Linked DNA regions of Sus scrofa: region 1 is linked to region 2. Evidence: chromatin contacts called from public HiChIP or PLAC-seq data. All regions are on one chromosome and are shown on one strand. Each heading gives the region's core, a stretch centred on a gene start, on an enhancer-like site or on the middle of the called end of the contact. The rest is flanking DNA. Distances are from core to core; before and after follow the strand shown.

Evidence for each region. HiChIP or PLAC-seq counts read pairs in DNA pulled down with a chosen protein or histone mark.
Region 1: a contact with region 2 is called in an H3K27ac HiChIP or PLAC-seq map of alveolar macrophages. The contact joins two enhancer-like sites. A contact is called at or near these places in 5 of 5 promoter capture datasets (fetal liver, fetal skeletal muscle, liver and 1 more), 32 of 47 Hi-C or Micro-C datasets (adipocytes, adipose tissue, alveolar macrophages and 16 more) and 2 of 2 datasets of contacts at active chromatin or transcription factors (alveolar macrophages and skeletal muscle).

Annotation. Positions count from the first base shown.
Region 1 is chr1:26,652,792-26,659,185 of Sscrofa11.1, forward strand. No RefSeq gene overlaps it. Among named protein-coding and RNA genes, the nearest start is that of OLIG3, 140 kb to the right of the region's middle. Within about 2 kb of position 4,485, at least 7 of the 83 cell types and tissues checked have an H3K27ac peak or open chromatin away from gene starts, as enhancers often do. A contact at or near this core is called in alveolar macrophages and retroperitoneal adipose tissue, where this site is marked.
Region 2 is chr1:26,388,424-26,394,611 of Sscrofa11.1, forward strand. No RefSeq gene overlaps it. Among named protein-coding and RNA genes, the nearest start is that of PERP, 90 kb to the left of the region's middle. Within about 2 kb of position 4,783, at least 7 of the 83 cell types and tissues checked have an H3K27ac peak or open chromatin away from gene starts, as enhancers often do. A contact at or near this core is called in alveolar macrophages and retroperitoneal adipose tissue, where this site is marked.

The DNA.
Region 1 (6,394 bases), core at 3,235-5,734, 260 kb after region 2:
TTAGCAATTCATGAGCAACATAAAAACCAAAGGAGGAGGAAATAATGATCATTGAACTGTCAGCTCAAAATCACTTTCCCAAAGCTTTTCTAAGTATCCTAAAAACATCAGGAGGGGAAAATTTTTCCTGCCTTTTTCATTGCCAAAGGATTGTCTCTCATGTTGGGGAATGGCTCGGATGATCAGTGTTGGAAAATGAGACACATGAACACGGGGAGATCTCAACAAGGCTCTTTACTTCTGCAGAAGGGTGCGGGTACTCAAAAAGCATGCGCAAAGAAGAAAAGACCCTCCCTATTTATCCCTAACGCAGGTGATATACCTTCCCCTTCCCATTGGTCAGGTCAGGGCACACATTCTTCCCGGTTGGCTAATTGAAACAAACTGTTGCTGGGAGAAGAGGTAAAGAGGAGGGGGTCTCAGGAGGGTGTTTCAGCCAAAACTGGAGCAAAATGGAGTAACCAGGATTTCCTTTGATAGAAAAGGCATTATGTTACTTCTCACATCTCATAACCTGTTCGGTGGCAGTAGCTTTCCCAGTGTTCTGAGATGAAATAGCAAGAATAGACCAGAGAGCAGAAACTAACAGTAAAAGGCAACATTGCTTGGGCTTAGGGAGTCTTAGAGTCCACCCTCCACTGGGGTAAAGACACCAAAAACATCTCCACTTTGATTCCAAGGAATCTCCCTTGGCCTTCTTATTTCTTGGAGTGGAGTTTCTCAGGCATGTTTTCACCCACACAGAGATGCTGACGCTTTTCTCCTGACCTTTCCATTCTAGTTCTTTCCAAATTAGTTTCCACATTTCCATTGCTGTGAGATGCTGAGCTTATCATTCTGCTCGCATCTGGTTCTGGTCACTGCTTGGCATGGGACGATGGGGAGTTCCATGCCCATTTCCTTCGAGCCTCTGTGTGCTTCCACCTAAAGTTCAACTGATGTAGCTTGAGAACAAAACATCCCATCCAGCTCTGACCTTTGACTGTTCACTGCTGCAATTCGCCTCCCTCTACCTTCCAAAATTGGAGCATGTAAGTATTTCCTTGTTTTGTAGATGGTCTGGCCACCGGAAATGAAAGACCTGTCTAGGAGTGTGACCTGCCAAATAAAGCCAGGCATATATTATGTTATGCCATTGTTGATCCTCCCAGACAGCCCATGGGCTTTGGCAGCCTATTGTCGTGAAAAACAAACAAACAAACAACTCTGCATTGACTCAAAGAGGAGCGAATGAAGAGTAAATGAAAATGGGGAGTCACTCGCTCCCAGGAGATGGGCACTTGAATAGGAATGGAATTCAGAGTTTTAAAACAGAACAGATTCAGGTATTAGGGGAACAGGAAATATATAGGCCATCACATTTACATTTATAAGGCTGAGAATCTACTTCTGAATTCTTCATGAAATCAGAGTCTACCTTGTCTTTTCCTGGAGTGTCAGAAATACAGTCCAATATCTAAAAGAAATTTTTGAAGGTTGGCTTAGAACTGTAAGTGAAGTTGGGGTGGTTTGGGGGCTTGCCTTCCAGACGTCTAATAGAAAAGCTGCAAACAAAAAATGCTCATTAAAAACTTCAGCTTTTGGAGTTCTCATCGTGGTGCAGTGGATTATGAATCCAACTAGGAACCATGAGGTTGCGGGTTCAATCCCTGGCCTCGCTCAGTGGGTTAAGAATCCAGTGTTGCCATGAGCTGTGGTGTAGGTCGCAGATGCGGCTCAGATCTGGCATTGTTGTGGCTCCGGCGTAGGCTGGTGGCTACAGCTCCGATTCGACCCCTAGCCTGGGAACCTCCATATGTCACGGGTGCGGCCCTAGAAAAGACAAAAAAAAAAATTCAGCTTTCTTTAAGGGCCACCTTTGATTGACACTTAAACATGTAACACAAATCCTCTTGGAATAGTCAGGAAGGGTGTACTATTTGGTATGATATGATATAATATATAGTAAAAATCCAGCTGCAGGTTAGGCTTGACCTAAAAGTAAAATCCAGAGAATCAAAGTTGGGTCAGTAGGTGACATTTAGGGTGGTTTTATTTCAATAGGCTGCCCCTTAAGACTGAAGAAATCCCCCAGTGATGGAAATCTAGGCTCCCTTCTTTCATTTCCTGCTTACTTCCCTGTCACCTGGGAGATGCACACATGGTCCAGAGGCTGATAAGTATATTTTTGCCCAACAGGGAGGTTCCAGGCATCTCAGAAAAGGTAGCCTGTGCAGTTCAGACCTTGAAGAAGACACAGCAGCAGGGGGAAAGTGACCCAGAAGTGGGTAAAGAGAAAGTGAAAAATGTAGTGATGGATATTTAATGTAAGTGGTCATTCCCATTCAAACCCAAAAGGGCAGGTATTTTTAACTGGAGGAAGTAAGGAAAGTCAGAGAAGCATTTGAGGAAGCACAAGATTTCAGCTTAGCCCTGAATCTGGAAAGGCAGGAAGATTAGTGATGACGAGGAGCCCGATTCAAAATGGCCCAACTCAAATCTGTTCCTCAACATCCTGGGCATTGCTGAAGGAACTCAGTTGTGGCTTTTCCATTAAAGTTTTGCACCCAGATTCCTCAGAATTGAGTTATCTAGAATGAGAAAAAACATCCCTATGACGTAAAAGATGACTGTTTTGGAAGAGAAGGCTAAACGTTTACAAGAAGAACGAAGCGCAAAGGATCGAAAATGTTCTCAGAGTTTTCCAAATATTTTTTAGAATTAACACCTGGACCGGATGGAGGAAATGATCCGGGTGGCAAAAGCCACAGCAGAGAAGCAAGATGCGGCAGTGATGGGGCTTTCTACCGGGGTTCATCCACACCAAAGGCAGAAGCTGGGTAAGTTCTTATTTACCTAGCTGGATACTGAGTCTCCCTAAAAAAACAAAGACTATGAGAGGAACTTCTACTCTGAATGAATTATGAAAAACAAGTGAGAACAGGTTGGTGTACTGAAAGAGGGAGAGAGAAAGGCAAAGAGGAAAAGAACCAACATTGCCTGAAGACCCACTATGTGTCAGCTGTCACTGAATACAGACATCATCTCATTTGTTCATCTCATGACTCTGTGAGATGAGAGATTACCTCTGTGAGGTAATGCATAATTATCTCCGCTTAGCCTCAGAGAGATGAAGGGAACTGCCACCTAAGGTTACCTGGCTAGTTTGAGCAGGTGCAGACTTTGAACAAAGTCCTGACTCAGAAATCAGACCTTTTCCACTACCACGTTGCTTCCTTGAGAACCTTCGGAAAAAATATGCACGTTCCCTGAAGAGTGTCAGACATTTAAACAAGCTGGGTAAGAGAAGACATTTCAGAAAGAATTCCATTAAAGGTTAGGTGGGAATCGGTGACTTCAACTATAAAATAGAGATGACTTAAAAGGTTTGGGGGACTATTGATCTCTGGAACTAATCCACCCTGAGTAAACCTGGCGAGGTGAGCTAAGATGCTAACATGACTCTCGAGGAACTCAGCCCAGATTTTAGAAGGACGTACAGAAAAGGTGGACAAACTCATAATTAAGAAGAAATGGGAAGTTCCCATTGTGGCTCAGCAGAAATGAATCTGACATCTATGAGGACGCCGGTTCAATCCCTGGCCCCCCTCAGTGGGTTAATCGGGAGTGTTGCCGTGAGCTGTGGTGTAGGTCTCAGATGTGGCTTGAATCCCTCATTGCTGTGGTTGTGGTGTAGGCCGGCAGCTACAGCTCTGATTCGACCCCTAGCCTGGGAACCTCCATATACCTCTGGTGCAGCCCTAAAAATTAAAAAATAAAAAATAAAAAGAAAGAAATGGGGAGTTACCATTGTGGCGCAGCAGAAATGAACCTGACTAGTATCCATGAGGTTGAGGGTTTGATCCCTGGCCTTGCTCAGTGGATTAAGGATCTGGTGTTGCCATGAGCTGCAATGTCAGTCAGATTCCGAGTTGCTGTGGCTGTGGCTATGGTGTAGGCCAGCAGCTACAGCTCCAATTCAACCCCTAGCCTGGGAATTTCCATATGCTGTGGGTGTGGCCCTAAAATAAGCAAAAAACAAAAAAGAAGAAGAAATGTGCGTGTGCAATTACATCCAGCCTGTGGATGCGAATATTTAGTAGGAAGTAAGGCTTGTGAAAAGTGCTGAAGTGCACAATGGGGTGATCTGGGGTGTACTCAAAGCAGGAAGCAGAACAAGGAAGGCAAAGACTTACTCCAGAGCCAGATGGTTTAATGTCAAAAGAAAGCAGGGAGAAAAACACACTGTTCTACCCCTACTTGTCTTCCACTGTCTTTATCAATGAGAATAATCCCACAAGTTTGGATCAAACTCTGGTAAAAGGCTCTTGGAACTCAATGCCTTAAGTCAGTTTGTCTCCTGACCTACATAGTGAACTGCCTGAAGGAAGTTGCCAGAAAAGTCAAACTGCTGCATTAATCTGTGACTGTGAAGGATGGTATGATTTCCAAAAAGGTGGAGTTTGGCATATGCCATTTTGATGGATTATTTATTTAATTTTATTTTTACAGCCACACCTGTGGCAAATGGAAGTTCCCCAGGCTAGGGGTCAAATCAGAGCTATAGCTGCAGGCCTACACCATAGCCATGGTAACACAGGATTCTTGACCCATTGAGTGAGGCTAGGAATCAAACCTGTACCTCATAGAGATTATGTCAGGTCCTTAACCGGCTGAGCCACAATGGGAATTCCCATACTATCTTGATTTGTAAAGGGGAGGAAGGTGAATTTTCTGGACTGCAATCTGGTGACTTTGTTCAGGAGAAATTAGGAATCAGCATAGAAGCACTACTAACAAGCTGTACTGCACTCAGCTCATTTATCCATAGAGTTCTTAACTGGATAGACCAACGGAAGTCTGTTGACAGAGAATAGAAATGATCTTTAATATCCTTGGAGATGAGAAGGAAAATTGGGGGCTGGAGTTTAAGCAGTGGAGTGCATTGTAACTAGTAAGGGGCCATATCCAAGGAAAATGCTGTTTGTGAAAAACTTGTCATCCTGGCCAGAGAGCTCTAGGAGTTTTCATCCCCAGCCCTCCCCTCTTTAACAGTTCTGTTTCAATGAATATGGGCTGAGCTGGCTTTAAATTAAAGTTTCAGATGATTTAAAATGGAGAAGAGTGACTGAAACACCAGATGTCAGATTTAAAGTTCAAAAAGAACTTGATGGATTAGAGCAATGGCCTGACTCCAACAAGGAAACATGCAATATGGTTACTATAAAGTTTTCTCCCTCGATTCCAAGGTGAGCTTCACAGCTCTACATGTTTGAACAGTGGCACACGCAAAGAATAACTTCGGGGATTTTGTTGACTCAAAATAAGTGAAGAATATAAAGAGCTGCCACAACCTTGATTGTCACCTATAGCTGTGTTAGTGAAATACAGTAGCTGGAATAACAGAACTCATAGCCTCTCTGTTCTGTTCAGGTTAGGCTGCCCCTCATAAAGCATGTGCAGTTCTGGGTGCAAGCTCCAAATAGGGCAGTGCCAGCAGGAAGCATGGCCAGAAAAGAGGAACGAAGACAAGAAATGAAAAACAGTTAAAGGAACTGAAAAGGTTTAGCCTGGAGAAGATGATGAGGAATGGGTTTCTTTTATACAGTCCTAGACTGTCAAGGGGCTAATTGTCAGGAGACGCATTCTAATAATTACAGATGCTCAGCCCTCAAATAGGCTGCCTCCCAGAGCCAAGTGTTCTGTCTCATACTTAAACTCTTCGAATACAGTTTGGACAATCACCTGTCGAGAAGGAGATGTTGGGCACAAGAGATTTTAGCCTTAAGGTTCATCATCCCCAGTGGCTGGTCATCTAGCTCTTTCTGAGCACTCCTTGGGAGAGCTCACCACCTAATGATATTACCTAAACATTTCAATAAAAGCTTATTAAATATTAAATATCATTCTCACCTTTTAGCTTACTACAGATCTTAGGTAATTGCTGTAATCAGAATTGGGAACTGTCTCTTGGATTGGATCAAAGATGAATTCCTCCCTCTAATCCCTGTTCCACCTGTCCAATTCAGATCACCATCATCTCTTTCCCAGAACACTGCAATCTTGCCTTGATGTATTCTCCTGGACTTGAGTATGATATTTCTTCCAAAGCAGTCATCACTCAGGCTACAATATTCCCTCTTAACATTTTATCAAGTCTGTACCATCCAACACACCTTTAGTGACTGTGTTTCTTCAGTAAATCCATGGCACAAATAGATGGGATAGGAGAGGAGGGAAGTGGTAGGCTGCTCTGTCATCAAAGTCCAAACCAATTCCAAATGTTTTTGCACATCACAGCAGAAATATTTTTGTTCCTTTCTTAGGCTTCCCCCCATCCCAAGAAACTATCCTTTCCTCCAAAACAATCTGAAGCAAATGATCTCCATTTTTATAAGCAAAGATGTAGACTAGA
Region 2 (6,188 bases), core at 3,533-6,032:
AATTTCCTGAAGTCCAGAGAAAGCTGTGTTGTGTCTGATGGGAAGCACCTCTGTTGCTCTATTACAAAGTGGCAAGGTCAGTGAAGGTCACTGTCTGAAATACTAGCTTCTTAGCAACATTGTACCTTTATAGAGCTTTGCATAGAGCATCCTTCACAAATGCATAGTAAGAGAAATTGAAAACTCTATTGCAAAAGTGTAACCTTTTAAACAAGGATCTCTGAGCTTGTCCATAGCACAATGCCCTATAGCATAAAAGTGTTGAATGGATCAGTCAATAAATATCTTGCAATTATATTGTAATAGATTGAATTTGTCATATATATTTATGTGACTATTGAAGAAAAAATTTGACAGATAAACTTTCATTTTTTTTCCTCTATAGGTAAACCAATGCATGGCTTACAGAATTGAATGATTCCAGATGGCTGAATGTATTTAAATATGGAGTCCTGAGTAACTTAAATGTTTGAGACATGACAAGAGTATAATGTGGACATAGTATTTATTGGGTGTTTACCATGAGCCAGGTGCTGTTCTAAGTCTGTTATGTGTATTAACTCATTTAATCCTCACAACATCCCTATGGGTTGGATGCATTATTATTCCTACGTTACAGATGAGGAAGTCCAAGCACAGAAAGATGAAGTGACTTGTTCAGAGATATATGTGTTTCGGCATCCCTGAGGCCTCCCCCCATTTGAGTGATTTGCTAGGACAACTTGAGGGACTCTGCAATATGGTCATACTCCTGGTGGTGATTTATCAGTGTGAAAAGAAAGCAAGCTTAATGAGCAAAGGGAAAAGGAACTTGAAACTAAGTGGAGGGGAAACCAGGCATAAGCTTCCAAGAGTCCTCTCACAGCGTAGTGACCCAGGCTGCATTTAATTTCCCCAGCAGTGAGTGGGGACAATGCCTTTGAAAAGTGTCTCCTGGGGAAGCTCATTAGCAATGCAATGCTTAGGTTTTTATTGGAGGTTGGTTACACAGGCCACCTTTGCCCAGCGTGTATCAAAATTACAGACTCCCAGAAGGAGAGCAGGTATTCAGCATAAACTGTGTTTTTGTCTAGTTTAGGCACAGGGAGGCACTATGATCAGTTTGGGAAATGGAGCAAACGCTCTTGAAACTCAGCTTTCCAGATGCCAACCAAGGACCAGCCTTGCAAGGAAGGCTTTCGAAGAACCAGCAGTCACACTTGACAGGTCAACACCTTTCTGCACCGCTCAATGGAAGAGCTGAGTTTCCATCACAAGTAGATTCTGGAGGCTAAACACAGAACCACTGTGATCTACAGATTATCAGAGATGTCCAACAGATAGAGTTAGGATCCTGGAACTCGGGATAGAGATCTGGTTAGAGATGTCAGTATGGGAGTTGCCAGCATGTAGTAACATTGAAAGCTACGTTCACTTAGGCAGTGAATGTAGTCTGAGCCTGAAAAAGGTGAGAAGACTGTAGTCTGGGACACTCTGCCATCAGGGGTCAGGTGAGAATGAGGCTCAGTGGACAAGAAGAAGAAGAAGAAGAAGCCAATGAGTTCAGAGGAAAACCAAGAGGAAGTCATGCCCTACAAGCCAAGTGAAGGTAGTGTGTCAGAAAGGCAGAGAGAAACAGTGGATACTACTGATAGATCAGACGCAAAGCCTGTGGAGTGACCGTGGAGCTGAACCACGTGCAGCTTGCTGACCTTGACCAGAACTGTTGCTGCAGAATGATCAGGCAGGAACCTGGTTGGAGTGGGTTCAAGAGAGGATGGGAAGACAAGAAGTAGAGATCGCAAAGTGCTAAAAAAAACTCTTTAAGGCATTTTGCTACAGAAAAAAAGGTGGACAAATGGGATAAGAGCTAGAGGGGGGTGTGAGTTTCAAAAGATGCGTGAGTGTAACATGGGCTACTACAGCAGGTTTGTTTGTTGGTGGGACACATCCTTTCATGGAGGGAAAGTAATAGTTCCTGAGGCCAAGGGGATAAGGTTGTCCTTGAGTGGGTGACGTGGGATAAGGTTGTCCTTGAGTGGGTGACGTGGGATAAGGTTGTCCTTGAGTGGGTGACGTGGGATAAGGTTGTCCTTGAGTGGGTGACGTGGGATAAGGTTGTCCTTGAGTGGGTGAAGTGTCCAAGCTGGTCTTGATTAGACCATGGCTCTTCCTCAACAGTTACAGAAGGGATGGCAGATCGTTTGGGCACAGAGGCAGGTGGGGTGGATGGGTGAATGTGGAGGTGGCAGGGTGCAGAATTTCTCTTCTTGCGGCTTCAGCTTTCATTATGACCTTGGAATCAAGTGTTCAGCTGAGAGTCAGGAAGAGGGAGAATGTGATGGAGGGCTGAAGAGAGGAGGAGGTGCATGACAGTCACCTAGGAAATCACGGGAGTGAGAGTGACTGGGGAAATGCAGCAGAACCACTTGGGCTAGGATGGACCTAGAAGAATGGTAGACATTTGCTGCCAGAAATTTAAGATAAGACCAGCCACCGTGGTGGGGTGGTTTTTCCAGCCTTGTGCAGCTGGAGGGTTGCAGGCACAGAATGACAGAGGGCTGAGTTTAATCAGGATGGGGTCTTGCCAGGTATGTGTAAGGAAGCGTGAAGATGGCGTGGACATTGAAGGTAGATGAAGGGGGGTTAACTACAGAGGGGAGGCAGGGTGTTGTGGGACCAAGTTCTCATTCATTCCTGCAGGTTGGGACTTGGAGCACCTCCAACGTTTTTTTCCCCCTCAAATGTAGTGTCTTGTGCAATAAACACACACAGAGTACAAGATTAATCTGCGGAATAAAGTCTAGCGCTTTTGTTGACTGTGGCTCACCTTTGAACCGGTTGCCCAAGTTGGGAATCACAAATCCTTGATTTTGGAGCCTGAGAACCAGGGACAGGTTGCCGCAACGTTATCAGATGTCACAGACCCTGTGTGTGACCTTGAAATGAACACGCTCTCAATGAGCCCGATCCTCACCCTTTGCAATCAGCCCACGTGGCTCACAGAGCCAACCCGGCAGCCACCAGCCCTCCCTTTATGGGAAATGGGTTTCAACAGGTTGATCAGTTGTTCCCACCCAGGTGTGAAGCCCAGTTCCTCCCTCTCCAGCCCTGCACCTGTCAGAGGACTTTGTACAGTTCTCTGCTTCTTACTCAGCTTATGGCCTCTTGTCAAGCACACGCCTCTGGGGGCCTCACTCTTCCTTTCTTGTGGCCTCCAGTGACTCAGCCGGCTTTCCCAAGGCTTCCTGTCCCCAGAGAGCCAGGCCCCTCTCCTCTCCTGGTCCTCTCTAAAGATAAGTCCTAGGGCCCTTTTGCTTTTAAAAGATGAATTGCCCATCACGAATATATAAGACAAATAGCAAACAGATCACAGATAGCTAAAACTGGTGCAATACAGAGTTTCTAGATTCCCAGCAAGGTTGGTTACAATACGGTTCAATGTATGGCTGGGGCTCTGGCTTGGGCTGGTGACTTTGACCATCCACTCTGCCCTCCTGTGTGTCACTCCTTTACACAACTGCCACAGTCACAACACCTCTGATCCTTCTGCTCACCAAATATGTGTGGGGTTTCCCCCACTGAGCACTTTCTGTGACACCAGTTGGGTGTCCTACGATTGAACTTGATTCTGATATGACCTACCTGGGGCAAGCTTCAGATCCCACAGGTTAAGGGCTCAGTCCCCAGGGACTTCTCCCCTCCCACTTCCGATGCCAACTGCAAGTGGATGGTCCCCCAGGTTACCTACAGCTTCTGTCGGAGCTGGCTTCCTACATGGTCTTCTTCCCCACAGATTCAATTACTGGCTAGAACAGCTCATAGAACTCAGGGAAACACTCACTTACGTTGGCTAGTCTATTAAAGGATCAAATGAACAGCCAGACAAAGAGGTACACAGGGTGAGTTCTGGAAGGGTCCTGGATGCAGGTGCTTCTGTCTCCGTGGAGTTGGGATGCATCACCAGCCTGGTACAGGGATGTGTTCACCAACCTGGAGCATCTCTGAACCCTTTCTGGGGGACATTTATAGAGGCCTCCTCATATAGACACAATGGATCATGAACTCCATTTCCAGCCCCTCTCCTCTCTCCAGGGAGGTAGTGGTGGGGGAGCTAAAACTTCCAAGCCTCTAATCATGGCTTGGTTTTTCTGCTGACCAGGTCCCACCCAGAGTCACCCCATTAGAACAAAAGATGCTTCTGGTCCTCTCATCACGTAGGAGGTTACAAGGGTTTCCGGGGCTCCGTGTCAGGAACCAGGATGAAGACCAAACATGTATTTCTTTTTTTTTTTTTTTTTTTTTTTTTTTTGTCTTTTTGCTATTTCTTTGGGCCGCTCCCGCGGCATATGGAGGTTCCCCGGCTAGGGGTCTAATCGGAGCTGTAGCCACCGGCCTCCGCCAAAGCCACAGCAATGCGGGATCCGAGCCGCATCTGCAACCTACACCACAGCTCACAGCAACGCTGGATCATTAACCCACTGAGCAAGGGCAGGGACCGAACCCACAACCTCATGGTTCCTAGTCGGATTCGTTAACCACTGCGCCACGACGGGAACTCCAAAACATGTATTTCTTATTACAAATCACACTGACACAGCTGGGGATTGGACACGGCTGCCTTTCGCTAATTCCCGAGGCTGAATTCACTGTTCACCACGGGAAGGTCTCCTGCTCCCCCAGGGCCTCCTAAGAGTCCCTGGCTGCAGCTCTGAGCGCCGGCGCCCCCTCCCTAGAGAGGAAGACGGACGTGGCCAAGGACCTCGGTCATCAGTGTTCATTTCCCCACAACCCCCGGGTGTTTCACGCCTCTGAACCTACATTTCCTCATTTCGAATCAGGGAGAGTAACAGATGTTTTATAGGCTGGGCAGAAAAGCGGGAGACGCAAAGCTGAGTTTTCTTTCCCTTTCCTTTCTTCGGAGCACACCCGGATCAGGCTGAACGGTCTTCCCCAAACCACATAGAGTCGAACGTGCAAAGCTTCTGAACAAAGAGAACCACGGAACTGAGGGTAAACTCCCCAGGCACAGCAGAAGGCAGGTGCTTTCACTCACGGAGGCTGCGGGAACCGGTCTCACACTTGCCCCCCAAACCCTTATCACGTTCGATGTTTGTGCCAAAGGAAGGTCCCGTCTGCCTCTCCATCTCTCCTCCCAGGGAGCTCCCAGAATCGTTTGTGGGGATAATGGGCTTCTGATTCCAGGGCTGCCATAGACAAGCTTGAGGATCACCAGGCTCACCGGGCTGGCTTCTTGTCTGAAAACTGTGACAAGGGTCCTATCATTGTCTCCATCACCCTAAAACCTATCTTATTGCCCTGTTGCTGAAAACCATGTTCCAAGGCAGGTTAAATAAATATTTCTGAGCATTTACCTTGCAGCAAAAGAAATGCCCTGAGCCACTACCCTCTTGTAACAGGAAAGAGAGGTGAAAAAAATGAATTATCGGCATGAGGATTGTTACAGAGAAATACTGGCGCTTGCACGGGGGCACCCGCCTGGTGAGAGGATGCCCAGTGCTCAAGTTGGAAGAAGGCAAATGCAGATGGGACATGGGGGGGCGAGGGAAGTGGGCCAGGAATCAGACAGGTTAGGGGTTTCAGACTTTAATCTGAGGTGGGGGAGGGGCTCAAAGGACATTAGGATAGTTACAGGATCAGATGAGAATTTTGGGGGGAGTTCCTATTGTGGCTCAGCAGTAATGAACCTGATTAGTATCCATGAGGATGCAGGTGTGATCCCTGGCCTTGCTCAGTGGGTTAAGGATCTGGCGTTGCTGTGAGCTATGGTATAGGCTCTGATTCAACCCCTAACCTGGAAACTGCCATATGCCATGGTTGCAGCCCTGAAAAGAAAAGAAAAAAAAAAAAGCCTTTTAAAGAGATGCAATATGGCTGTAGCATGGAGATTGCATGTGTGTGTGTGTGAGTGTGTGAGAGTGATGGATGTGGGAAGGCTGGGACAGGGGCAACAGAGGGATGACTTTCATTTTGGATCTGCTGAGTTTGAGGTTCCAGCATCATTTAAGGGATCCAGATCCTTCAGAGCTTTTGTTAAATATCAGCTTGATATTTTGTGTAACTCCTCTGCTCTAACAAGGCAGTGGACACACCCATGTGTTGTTTTGTTGAACAAATACAATTTTGACCTTTGCAAATATCTCGCTAACTTTTTTTGTGTTGTGTTCCGTCTGTCCCAAAGTATTTGT